Linked DNA regions of Mus musculus: regions 2 and 3 are each linked to region 1. The links are chromatin contacts, called in public ChIA-PET and Hi-C maps. All regions are on one chromosome and are shown on one strand. The core of a region is the stretch at or near the end of the contact, and the rest is flanking DNA. Distances in the headings are between cores, read along the strand shown.

Region 1 (4,312 bases), core at 765-3,264:
TGGTCTACAAAGCAAGTTCCAGGACATCCAGAGTTACACAGAAAGAAAGAACAAAAATAAATCAAAACAAAAGAATATATATATAATACACACACACACACACATATATATATATAGCATTATTTCGTTTCTGGGAGACATAATATATTTAGCAGCCTGAGGATTTGTGCAGTTACATGTCTCCTTTGGGTCCCATGAAGATCACAACTGTGCTTACCCATCTTCCCTGCTCTCTGACTTATCCTTCTTTGCACAACAAATGACCCTGAGACTTAAATACCAGCCATTTATTTTTGCTTGCAATTAATTGCAATCAAATAGAATTGTGCTCAGTTGGACAGCTCAGATCTTATGTCACATGAGCCAGCACAGTGGGGACAGCTAGGACAGCCCAGCTTCTCTCTCCATGAGGTCCCTCATCCTCCCGGAAGTGTCTTGGGCTTGTCAGTATGGCAGTTGCTCTAGAAGAGGATGAGAGGGAAGGACACTGCTGGGCCTTTCAAGGCTAGGCACTGAACTCAGACAACGTACTTCAGCCTCATATATAACTGGTCAAAGATTTCGGGGCAGCTTTGACTTCAGGGGCGGGTGATAGGCTCTCTTGACTAGAAGACCGTTAAAGAATCTGTGGTTTGTTTTAATACCTTACCATGCCTATCTTCTCAAGCGCTGAGCATTAAGTACTGGAAACATTATTATTTTGTAGACAGGCCAAACATTGTCAATTAAACTAGAATCCAATGCTTAGCGCCAGACTTTTACTTTACGCTTATGCAAAGGTCCTTTTTTGGTATGTGTTCATCAGGTGTATGTTTTTGTGTAGGGTGGTGTATATGTGTGGTTTCTGAGCATGTATGTATGTGGGTGCATCTGATTGTGGGCCTGTTCAGAGACCAGAGGATGTGCAGTGCCTTATTCTAATCCCCTCTTCCTCTTTTTCTTTAGACAGGGTATCTAACTAAACCCAGAGCCTCATGGGCAGTCTGTGGAATGGCAGGCATGGAGATGTTACCTTTTACAGGAGGAGATGTAATCTAAGGTTCTGTTGCTTGTGTCAAGTTAACTCTGAAAAGATAAGCTCTATGATGCTATTGTCTTTGCAGCCCCAGCACTATCTCTGAGATGCTGTGGCTTTGCAGTCTTCTGAGGGACAAGCTGGTGCTTGGTGAAGAAAACTGTACCACCTGGTACAGGGGAGCAAACTTAGGGCCTGGGCCCGAGTCAAAGGACACCTCGATGAGAAGCTGAGGCTGAAGTCCCTGGGTACAGGGTCTTCCCTGTCATCTAACCTTTATTGGGAATATACACATAGGCATAGGGACTGTGGGAGGAGCAAAGAGATGAAGGTGCTCATAGGTTTGCAAGTGAGACCATCTCAGAACAAAGTCAACTCCATCGTATCCCATTTCTATATCTTAAGCAAATGTCTGAAACTCTGTGACTAAATTCTTCTATGTGCAAATCGAGGCATAAAGTAGACATACTTCCTAGGAGTCTCTGAGGGGTTGGATCTGTCCATGTTCTGAAGATTCAAAGAGTTAACCCACAGAAAATGCTTTTGAATGGCCAGTGGAGAAGTAAGCTATGGTTTTCCCAGATACCCTTCGAAGATTTTCCCATATAGCCTTTGAAGTGCTTCCTGATGAAAATATAACAACTCACACTACGGATCAATCCATATGCCTAGAATAAGCCTTAATTACTGGCCAAGTTGATGAGCTGACTCAAATATTTATTCAATAAACACTAGCTAAACCATCAAATGGGTTGTAAGGTGTTTTACTGGATACATGGATGTGATTGGGAGTTAGTTCCAGATAAGCTATGAGAACTCAATTTGGGGTTAGCCTCTCCTCCTAGAGGGGATTGGGAAAGGAGACGGTGAGCTTCTTCGCTTTCTTGCCCTCTTATCCTACAAGGAGTGCTGTGATGGTGTCAGGGACAGGATGAGAAACAGAACTGTCACTGCAGGGGACACCAATGGCAACACACTTCTGTGTTTACTGCTGCATTAACACCACACCCCACTTCCTCCTAAGGGTGTGTGACACTTTTCAGAGAAAATACAACGTTCACTGGTATCACCACAATGAGCGGAAATAGCTGTCCCCAGATGAACTGATAGTTTATGCAAAATAGTGTTAGGTGGAGTCCTCCATGTGCTAGTGTGGATGGACAATGCTGATGCGGGCCATTTCTGTCACATAAAGGATGCTGCAGGCAGAAGGGAAATAAATGTGAGCAGATATGTGTGTGTGTGCCTGAGTCTGTGTGAATTGCCTGTGTCTTGTTCTTACACTGAAGCATTCTCACTTATAAATGAGCAGGTTGTAAAAATTTAGTCAAAGTTTGAAGCTTCAACTCCATGAAAACTATAAAATTAGGCAACACTTTCATTTCTGGGCCAGCCTGCTGACTTGCCCATTTAGAAGGAGGTCAAAATAAATGTATTCTATAAAACCCATTACTTTCTGCTACTGCTCCAATGTACAGGCCGCTCGATTTGTTTTTCCTCTGACATTCCATTAACTGTGGGTTGACTAATCAGTTAATTGAGGCCTAATTCCTTTTTAAACATTTAAAAATGGTATTTTCATTTTTCTATCTGTGTGTATGAGCATTTGTGCATGGGGAGAGGGTGTGAGGAAGCACATGTTTCACAGCATGCAGATAACATGTTCCACAGCATGCATGCAGATAACATGTTCCACAGCATGCATGCAGATAACATGTTCCTCAGCATGCATGCAGATAACATGTTCCACAGCATGCATGAAGATAACTTATAGGAGCTGGATTTCTTCTTTTACCATGTGGATCCTGGGATCAAAATCAGTTATAACATATAAAATACAAATTAGTTTGAATGAAAGGATTAGTTTGGCTGTATTTTTGGCCACAACAGGAGCAGGTACTACATATCTGAAGGATGGAGGCAGAAGCTTAGTAATACCTAAAACGTGTCCTGGGGATCTTCCAATAGCAGCATCACCTGAGAAGTCTCTAGCACCCTGGACCTGCTATGTTAAAACTATAGCACTCAGCAAGCTAGGCTTCAGCAAGTACTCCAGGTTCCTGCGATGCCCACTCTAGATACAGAATCTGCACTTGAGCGAACCACACAAGGCGAGGCCTGCATTGTCTTACTCCCTTATTCTGCACAGTATCTTGCCCAGTGCTTGCGTCTTAGGAGGTTCTAAATCTGTCCTCCTCAACCAGGTTGCTGTTACTCCAAGTGAACACGTGCTCAAGACTAGAGACACTAGAGCTGATGTAAACAGAGGGGTCAGATGCTATTGCCTGAAGGTTAAAGCCAGGGTTATTACGAAGCAACCCACAATGCTCAGGGTGCCACCACCCACTAAACAGGGCAGCATAGCTGAAGATAAGACGCCTCTTCTCAATTAGTGACTAAAGTGGCAGCAGCAAGAACCTCTCCCTGGTCCATTCTCCCCATCTGCCAGCACCACTTCACGTTCAGTGACTTCTAGGCTCACAGTGAGAAGGAAACACAGGGAGTAAGCATAATCAGTCTTTCTCTCTCTCCCTCACTCCCATCTCATCCAGGGTGCATGGAAAACCTAGGGATTGACCTACAATACGTTCACAATGAACCAGTGAATGGATGGATCAAATAAAACAAAGCAATTACGCTAGTTCTTTTTGTTTCACGGTGGCCACATCCTTGACAGGAACAAAGGGTGAATGATTCATGATGGCTTACAGTTTCAGAGAGTTTTCGTCCATCATAGTGGGGAAGGGAGAGCAGAGCCACTCAGTGCACTTCACTGGAGGCATGTGACAGAGGCCATTCATGTCAGGGCAGGCCAGAAGTACAGACAACAGAATTCAGGGAGGGGATTTAACCCTCAAGCAGCTGGCCTACATGACCTTCTATCAGTAACCTTCCCCCCTTAAAGTCTCCACAGCCTCTCCACCTAGCATTAACAGGTTTTCTGTTTTCATTCTGTTGTTTGACAAATACCAGGATCAAAAGATACTCAGGAAGAAAGGGTGTATTTGGCTTTCACTTCCAAGTCACACTCCATCACTGAGGGAAGTCAGGGGAGGAACTCAAGCAGGAGCTTGAACCGGAAATTATGGAGGAATGCTGCTTCCTGACCTATAGGCTCATGCTTTTTTATATAGGCAAAGGTCACCAGTCTAGGGAATTGTACCACCCACAGTGGACTGGGGCTGCTGACGTCAATCAAGACAATCCTCCTCATGCCCATAGGTAAAGCTAATCTGGGAAATCCTTCAGTTGAAACTTTCTCTTCAGGTGACTCTGAGCTGTGTCAAGTTGACAGTT
Region 2 (4,312 bases), core at 762-3,261, 410 kb before region 1:
TTAGCAATTGATATTCAAGATGAAGAAATGAGAATAGAGAAATGGCTAAGTTGGTAAAGTTCTCGATGTGCAGGCATGAGGACCTGAGTTGTGTCACCAGAACTCATGTGACCAGCGAACCTAACCTCTTTAGTGAGCATCAGGTCAGAGACCCTGTATTAAAAATCAAGGTGGATGACACATCCCAGAGGATGGTACCTGAGACTGTCTTTTAGCCTCCACAGGAATGTACACACACAAACACACACACACCACAATGTGAGAGTAGCAAACATGGTTTGACTTTTAGAACATCAAGTTGGAGCTACTAATTAAACCTTCTCAAAGACAAGGCATGTTAAATTATGTTGTTCTATTTTACAAAAAAAACACTTTGAGGAGAGCAGATTTATGGGAAGATATAGGAGTTTTTCACAAGACCCAGGGAGCTCATTAGGTATGGTAGCTTGAATGAGTTAAAGGGAAAGAAGTAGAGACGTTTAATGAATAAACATTACAAGGCTCTGCCTATAGCTCCCAGTCTTACTCATTCCTTTTCTCAGTAAGTATGTGATTATCCATAAACAGCCAATGAATCTGAATTTCCCCAAGCCAGAGCCCCATTCCTGTTGCTTTCTGGCGCAGTCAAAAGGGTCATCATACCATCCTGAATATGCCCAGTCTTATCTCAAGAAGCAGACAGCAGTGCCAAAAGCCTTGGTCAACCAGATGGTTGTAGTTGCAGGAAAGTGTGTGTGTTGGGAAGGGGAGATAGACAATTCTAACGACAGTGACTGTGGGCTGAGTAGGTACATAAAGGAAAACAAACTTAACTATAAAATATAAAAGTCTGTGGCTAGAGAATTGGCTCAGTGGTTAAAAGCACTAACCTCTCTCCTAGACGACCCAGGTTTTAATTCCCAGCACCCAAATAGATGCTCACAATCATCTGTAACTCTAATCCCAGAGGATCAAAGCCCTCTTCTGACCTCCATGGGAACTGTACACACATGGTGCACAGATTTACATGCAAGCAAAACACTGATACACACTAAAAATAATAAAATAAAATTTAAAGATATTAATGTAAAATTCAGAATGGATTTAAAGAAAACCATGCATGTTGCTGTATGCCCATAATCCTAGCATCTAGGAGTCAGAGGCAGGAGGACCATAGCAACTTTGAAGCTAGCTTGGTCTACAGAGTAAACACCAGGCTAACCAGAGTTCCTTAGGGAGCCCTTCCTCTCCCAATGACACAGGAAAGAATTAGAATAGTGGCTGCCCTTCCCCAGCTTGTGTTGTGGTAGGGTCATGACAGGAAGCCCAAGCTGGTATTGAACTTAAGATCCCTCTTGCCTCAGCCTCTCTAATTCCAGAATTACAAGCATGGGCCTATTCCCAAGCTGGGTATGGAAATGCTTGGCAAGTTCTTCCACTGAGCCATGTCCACAGCCCTCAACAACTCCTAGTTCTAGATTTAATAAATCGTTTGTAGCAACTTTATAATCTCAATTCTTTAAGCACAATTCTTTAAAGCCATGTTCCTACCAATCCATTATTTCAAGCAAGAAATATAAATCTAGGTATAGACAACATCTGTGTATTGCATCCTAGCTACTAGGAGTACTGAATAGAAGTTGTCATCTTCTTGACCCTCTTTCTAGTCTTCTTCCAAGAAGAAGAAGTTGATGGGCTAAGTCTAGTGAGCATTGGCCAATATTTTTGCTCCCAAGAGAATGAATGTACAAAGGGTGGTGTAAGCTCTCTGCTCTGAAGCAGGTCAAGACAAGCCTCTTCCTCCATAGAGTAGCTGAACAAGAGTCTCTTCCCTACCCCAACTCCCCACATGTAAGTCCCAAGCCTCTAGTCATTTATGCCTCAGATCCATCATGTATTCCAATCTAGATTTACCACAGTGTGGATACTTTAATCTTCATGTTCCATTTATTTCCCCAAAGCTTCAGTAGTCAGAAAGGAGTGAGGTGAAATGAATGAGCGCCCTGGTTTCTTCCATTTTCTGTTGCTATAACAACAGCAACAACAAACCCTGAGATAGTGATTACGTCATGAGTCATGGTGCATCCTTGTTATTCCAGCACTTAGGAGGCATAGGCAGAAGGCTATCCTATGCTACATGAGGCCCTGTCTCCACAGCCTCCTCTCCATCACCCCAAAATGAAAGTTTTTCCCTAAGTCTTTCTAGATTTAGGAGACTGGGAATTTCCAAACATGGCATCAGAGTGTTTTAAGCTTCTCACGAAGACTTCATATTGCTTCAACCCATGGAAGAAAAAGGAAAGGCAAGCAGATATTTTTGGAGCTGACAGAAAGAGAGGGGCAGCCGGGCGTGGTGGCACACGCCTTTAATCCCAGCACTCGGGAGGCAGGGGCAGGTGGATTTCTGAGTTCGAGGCCAGCCTGGTCTACAAAGTGAGTTCCAGGACAGCCAGGGCTATACAGAAAAACCCTGTCTCAAAAAAAAAAAAAAAATGAGAGAGAGGAGGGGGGGCAGCCTGCTTCATGACAAGCTGTTCCCATGAGAATGGCATTAGTCACAGCTAACGGTCTAACCGCCTCATGAAGGCTCCCATCTCCCAGCAGCAGCACCACCACAGTGACAACCGAATTTCGACTTGAGATTTGGAGGGGACAGACCACATTAAAGGACAGCCGAGTGAAGTTCCAGTTCTGTGGGTATAGTAGAAATGATCTCACACTGAACAAGGCAGTAGGGCCTACAGCTGCTTGCCCCCTTAACCCCGGGCGATTCTATGGGGGCTGCTCAATTCCAAGACCTTCTTTCCTTCTCGATGGTGCAGAGCCAAGCCACCTCGTGGTCTCCAACAGCCCCCATGTGAATGTGAAGAAGAAGTTTCAGACTTCCTTTCTTTTCTGGAACAATGTTCATATCTAGCGGAGCAAAATGTCCTCTTTGGAGCACAGAAAACCAGCACTCCAAGAGAGACAAATATTAAATTCTAATCTTCAACTTTTCTTTGTAATAGAAGTGACCTTTGTTTTTGTTCAAGGAAAATCTCTAAATAGAAAGGAAATGAGAGGTAGGAAGCAAAGAGGAAAGAAAATATCTGTTAAGGGGAAAAGTCGAGAAATTCACCTGAAGGCTTCTCTGAAGGTCACACTAACAGATGTTTTGATAAAGCCATCCTCTCTGGTGCACTGTCCTACCTTCACTGGCAAGTTAGAGTGAGAGAAACCAAAACAACACCTTTCCCTTTGTCCTGAGGACATGACTTTGCAAGACCTCAATTTATCTGGTCTCTGGGCTCTTCATCCTGATGCTTAGCTCACACTACGGAACAGTCTGGTTTAATAAAGCATTTTAAAGCCCATGATGGGAGAAGTTACAGACCCTAGTATGGACGCTACTGCCCCTCCTCTAAGTGGATATCAAGCTGACTTCTAAATATTATGTTTACATTTATATTTGCTCAGAGGAGAGTCATTTTTCTGTAGTGGGCAATGCTAACTTCAGAGACTCAGTCTGTCAAAACCCTGGGAATATGTGATGGTTGAGTGCCCGGCCAACAATGGAATAGCTATGTCACTCCCTCTGAAGCACAGGAAAATCCAAGAAGACAGGGCAGGAAAAATGTGAGAGTTGGAAGAAGTGGTGGGGTGTCGTGGAATTCTGCCTTGTGGGCATGTCCTGGCTGTTATAGCCATGAACTCATAGCAACTGTGTTTTCCTATGAAAGACTGGAATAGTCAACATGCTGTCATGGAACAGAGAGGGACCCTGGGGGCTCTGGTTCTTCCTGGGCATGTTTAGGCAGCTCATGGTTGCTAGGGAATTGAGAAACATTTTCTATTTTCTTCAGTAGTGTAAGGTATCTGTGCTCCTGTAAATAGCCGGTCACCCGTTCTCCTGAAAGCATCCTAATGAGACTCAGTGCATCACACACAAAATATATGAAAACAGAGATGGGCTTGGGGGCAAGACAAAGGATGTTAGCCTAAGTGAATAGGACGTATGATCAATATGGCCTAAGAAACTTTAAAACCCCTAAAATTAAACTGGAACCTTTAAAAATGGATGAAAATGTGTTTTTAAATATGAAAGTGGCCTGCGAGGAATGGTCATTTGGAAAATGTAGCCTAGACAAAAGGACTGAGATTACATCTGCATTTCAATGACATCATAAAAATCTCTCAACAAGGATCTTATCATTTGGCCTATGACAAAGAACAAGTGATGACGTCAGCTAGTCTGTTATACATAAGGCATTTTTGTAGGAGTCTAAACACTATGTGTCCAGCATACAAAATGCTAAACCTTGAACATAAATGAACTTCCACAAAGCAAATTCAG
Region 3 (4,312 bases), core at 781-3,280, 320 kb before region 1:
TGCCCTCCCTCTGACCTTGCTTCAGAAACTGTCCTCTCCGACTACTCAGCAACAACCTCTCTCTTTTTTTTTGCAGACACTCTGTCAGGACGATTGTCTTGTTCCCCTTTCCCAAGGAGAATTTTTCAGAGGCTCAGGTGCCCCTGATGCACGTGGACACTGAGATACCAAATCCTTTTAGGTTAGCTGCTCTGCCGCCACGGTGTTGTTAGTGTAGGGCTTTGGACTCTGTAACCTTTCTCTTTAAGGCTGCTTTGACTGACCATCCAGTTGCACTGAGAAAGGAAGGGCTAATCAGTTAGTGGAGGCAAAGGGGAAGTTAGGGAGATACCTCAAAGGAAGTGTGCACTTTGAACCAGAAGAGAGAAAGTGAAGGTCTGACTTGGGCTCAGACAGACTTTAGGGCAAGGCTGCCCTTTCTGTTGAGATCTGAGCCTGCTGGCAGCCAGATGCCATCTGAGATCAGTGGGCACGGAAGCATTAGTAGCAGAAGGCCAAAACCTGACGTTTTTGTCTGAGTTGCACTTTACAATTAATTCAGGAACTCTGCCACCCCAAGGCAGCGTCTTTTGTAGCCCAGGTTGGTCATAAGCTAAGGCTGGCCTAAATCCTGACTCTCCTGTCTCTACCTCCCCAAGTACCACCATGCCCAGCTTTACTGGGAAACTGGTAGTGCTAGGGATAGAGCCCAGGTCCCCAGGCATGTTAAACCAGCATTCCACCACGGAGCACATCTCCAGTTCTCAAGTTTACTCTTAACCTCCTTGAGGCAGGATCTCAGGCTGCTTAACTATCTATAGGCTAGCCAGGCTTTGATCTTGTAATCTTCTGCTTCAGCCCTCCCCCAAAGCGGGCATCATAGGTTCATCTTATTGCAAAAATGTTTTTAAGGCCAGGCATGGTGGCACACGCCTTTAATTCTAGCACTTGGGAGGCAGAGGCAAGTGGATCTCTGCGTTCCAGGCCAGTCTTGCAACATGAATACACACACACACACATGCAAATGTATATATGTATATATATATATTTTTTTCTTCAAGCAGGGTCTCATTATATACCCTTGGGTGGCCTAAAGCTTGTCATGTGTGTGTATGTGTGGTGTGTGTGTGTGTGTGTGTGTGTGTGTGTGTGTATGTATATATGTATATACTGTAATTTTTTTTAAACAGATTTTCTCTACATAGCCCTGTCCAGACTCGCATTGAACTTACGGAAATCTACTGCCTTAGCCTTTCAAGTGTGGGATGAGAGATTTTTGCCACCATGTCTAGCAATTTAAGAAAAGTGTTTATTAAATGTTGTTTATTGCCGGGTGACGGTGGTGCACTTCCAGAACAGCCAGTGCTATGCACAGATAGACCATGTCTGGAAAAAACAAAAAAACAAAAGGAAGAAACAAGGATGTTACTTATTTTTATTTTACGGGTGTTTTGTTTAGAGATACATCTGTGTACTGTGTGCAAGGAGTGCCCAAAGAGACCAACAGAGGGCGTCGGATCCCCCTGGAATTGGAGTAACTGACACGTGGGTTCTGGGAACCAAACCTGGCTCCTCTGAAAGAGCAGCCAGTGTTCTTGTCCACCGAGCTGCCTCTCCAGCTCCTGCAATTTAATTTTTAAAATATTTAAACATTTTAATTTTTATGTCTGTGTATCACATGTGTGCATTGCCTGTGGAGGTCAGTAGAGGGCCTTGGACCCCCTGGGATTGGGGTTGCAGGTAGCTGTTAGCCCCCTTATAGGTAGCTGATGCTCTCCACCAAGGACCCGATTTTCCAGCCTCTTCATTGATTGTTTTGGGAAAGGGTCTCACTCTGTCACCCTGGCTGGCCTGGCACTTGTTTGCTATGAAAACCAGGCTGGCCTCAAACTCACAGAATTCCTCCTGCCTCTGCCTTCCAAGTGCTGGGGTTATGAGTGTATCACTACACCTGGCTTATTATTATTTTAGTTATGCAGCTCTGTGTGGGTTTGTGCATGTGATTAAAGTACACAGGAAAGCCACAAGGGGGTGCCAGATCCCTGGAGCTGGAGTTATAGGCAGCAGTAAAGCAGCTTGATGTGGACACTGGGTATTGAACATGGAGCAGCTGGGCACACTGTGTACTACTGATCCATTTCTTCAGTCCACTGCAGAGCTTTTAAGAAACTTGATGCCCCGGGAATTCTGGTAAATACTTTTGTTTGCTGATTTGGGATGATATTTCCTGACACAACACTTATCCTTAGGCTGTACAGTACACTTTATTTTCTAGTGTATTATATTTCATTGAAAAAGACTCTAGTTTTGCTAGAGTAAATGGACTCCAGGGACACAATGGTTTATACTTCATCATTGTGAAGCTATTCTTCTGTGTTCCAACCTATCTAGAGGTTGGAAGAGTTAGCCCTCTTTGACTGACTCCCTTGCAGCTAAAGTTTGGGGTACGGCTTAGGTACTGTGGAGACTGGAAGGCTTGATCTCCACCTTGTTGTGCTAGGGAAATGTGGTGCAAAGATGTGGTTCTTAATGGCAGGAAGTTAAGTCACAGAGGGCACACCCTTGAAGAGGATACAGCTTCTTCTACCTCCTGTCTTTGCTTTCTGACCACTATGAGGTGAGCCAGAAGGCTTTGTACTGTGCCCTCACTTAAAAAAAATCAACTGAAGCAACTACTTATAATGTGAAAGGAAAATAAACCCTTTTCCTTGTGAATATATAATAAGAGGGGGCAACAGGTGTGGGTATAGGGGCATGGGTTACAGAAAAGGCTTAGTGGTTAAGAGCAGTTGTTGCTCTTCCAGAAGAATGCAGACAGGAGTTCCATTCCCTGCATCCATTTCAGGCAGCTTACAACTACCTGTAACTCTAGCTCTGAGAGGTCCAACAACATCCTCTGGCCTCCATACTCATGTGTCATGCGCATACACATACACACACACACACACCCATATACATAATTTTAAAAATGAATGTATAATGCACTTATAAGTTGATTGATCCATGCATTTTTGTCACAGAGATGGAAAGTTGACTGACATATTGAATATCTAGTAAACCAGGTCTGAAGATACAACAAGGACATACAGCAGACAGAACATAGCTGTGGAGCTGGCATCATGACAGCTACAGTGAAGACAAAACCCACAGAGAACAGATAAGAAGACCGGGTGTGTTGGGGAATGTCTTTAATCCCAGCACTGCAGAGGCAGAGAGACAGAGGCAAAGGCAGAGGCAGAGAGAGAGAGAAGCAGGGAGGCACAGAGGCAGAGAGGCAGAGAGACAGAGGCAGAGGCAGAGGCAGAGAGACAGAGGCAGAGGCAGAGAGGCAGAGGCAGAGGCAGAGGCAGAGGCAGAGGCAGAGGCAGAGAGGCAGAGAGGCAGAGGCAGAGGCAGAGGCAGAGGCAGGCAGGGAGGCAGAGAGGCAGAGAGGCAGAGAGGCAGAGAGGCAGAGGCAGATCTCTGAGTTCAAGGCCAGTCTTGTATATTTTAAAATTTTATGTATGTAAAATCTATAGTGGGCAGCTGAGCACTGGGGAGCTGCGTTGCTGCTGAGTGGGTATGGGAGCAGAGCAGAGGCAGCCTCAGAAGGCAGTGGACAGCTCACATAGGTTCTCTACAACCACAGTGAAACCTTCATCTTTATGGATGGTTTTAATGAAGGCAGGTGTGATGCTTTAACTGAGAATGGGCTCTGTAGGCTCATGTTTGCATGTTTAGTCCCCAGTTGATACTGTTTGGGAAGGGTTGGGAGGTGGTGCCTTGGAGGAGATTTTTTTTGCTGGGTTGGGGGAGGGTGGGCTTTGAGGTTTCAAAAGCCTACCTCAGGCCCAGTTGTCTCTCTTTCTCTCTGCCTACTGCCTGTGGGTCAGGGTGGAAAGCTCCCAGCCACTGCTCCAGTGACGGTTCTTTTCTGCTTCCCACCATGATGATAACGGACTAATTCTCTGAAACTGTAAGCCATCCCCCCAGCTGAATGCTTCCTTTTATAAAAGTTACCTTGGTCATGGTGACTCTTCACAGCACTAGAACAGTGACTGAGTCGGCAGTACTCACTTGATGTGGAAAGCATGTATTCACTCTGTAACCACTTTCAGAGGGTAGAGTCAGGGGTGAAGCAATTCAGTCGGGTGGGAGCTTCAGGCACAGGCAATGCAGGCAAACAGATGGTGATGCAGAGGCTAGAGATGCAGTTCTTGTCCATGGGTCTGATGTGGGTGAGAGAGTGTGAATCACAGATGCCTCCCACAACTGCCTCCTACCTGCAGTTTAGAGATGCTGGGGTCACTGATTCCTTCCTTAGCAGCTGCACTGGAGATGAGGTGGTAGCAAA

Evidence for each region. A called contact is a pair of places that touch in the nucleus more often than the background predicts. ChIA-PET counts read pairs in DNA pulled down with a chosen protein or histone mark.
Region 2: a contact with region 1 is called in a Hi-C map of Th1 cells, with 2.6 times the contacts expected there. The contact joins two enhancer-like sites. A contact is called at or near these places in 1 of 484 Hi-C or Micro-C datasets (Th1 cells), 1 of 115 datasets of contacts at active chromatin or transcription factors (regulatory T cells) and 1 of 9 other capture datasets (adipose tissue).
Region 3: a contact with region 1 is called in an RNA polymerase II ChIA-PET map of memory CD8 T cells, with 509 read pairs. The contact joins two enhancer-like sites. A contact is called at or near these places in 2 of 484 Hi-C or Micro-C datasets (group 2 innate lymphoid cells and regulatory T cells), 4 of 115 datasets of contacts at active chromatin or transcription factors (double positive thymocytes, effector CD8 T cells, memory CD8 T cells and 1 more) and 1 of 9 other capture datasets (liver).

Annotation. Positions count from the first base shown.
Region 1 is chr2:11,216,068-11,220,379 of GRCm38.p6, reverse strand. All of the region lies in intron 1 of Prkcq (protein kinase C, theta), which reads right to left. Among named protein-coding and RNA genes, the nearest start is that of Prkcq, 46 kb to the right of the region's middle. Within about 2 kb of position 2,014, at least 47 of the 459 cell types and tissues checked have an H3K27ac peak or open chromatin away from gene starts, as enhancers often do. A contact at or near this core is called in Th1 cells, effector CD8 T cells, memory CD8 T cells and 1 more, where this site is marked.
Region 2 is chr2:11,621,625-11,625,936 of GRCm38.p6, reverse strand. No RefSeq gene overlaps it. Among named protein-coding and RNA genes, the nearest start is that of Il2ra, 19 kb to the left of the region's middle. Within about 2 kb of position 2,011, at least 35 of the 459 cell types and tissues checked have an H3K27ac peak or open chromatin away from gene starts, as enhancers often do. A contact at or near this core is called in Th1 cells and regulatory T cells, where this site is marked.
Region 3 is chr2:11,540,544-11,544,855 of GRCm38.p6, reverse strand. It overlaps a transcript of Pfkfb3 not described here. Among named protein-coding and RNA genes, the nearest start is that of Gm10851, 21 kb to the right of the region's middle. Within about 2 kb of position 2,030, at least 29 of the 459 cell types and tissues checked have an H3K27ac peak or open chromatin away from gene starts, as enhancers often do. A contact at or near this core is called in effector CD8 T cells, memory CD8 T cells and regulatory T cells, where this site is marked.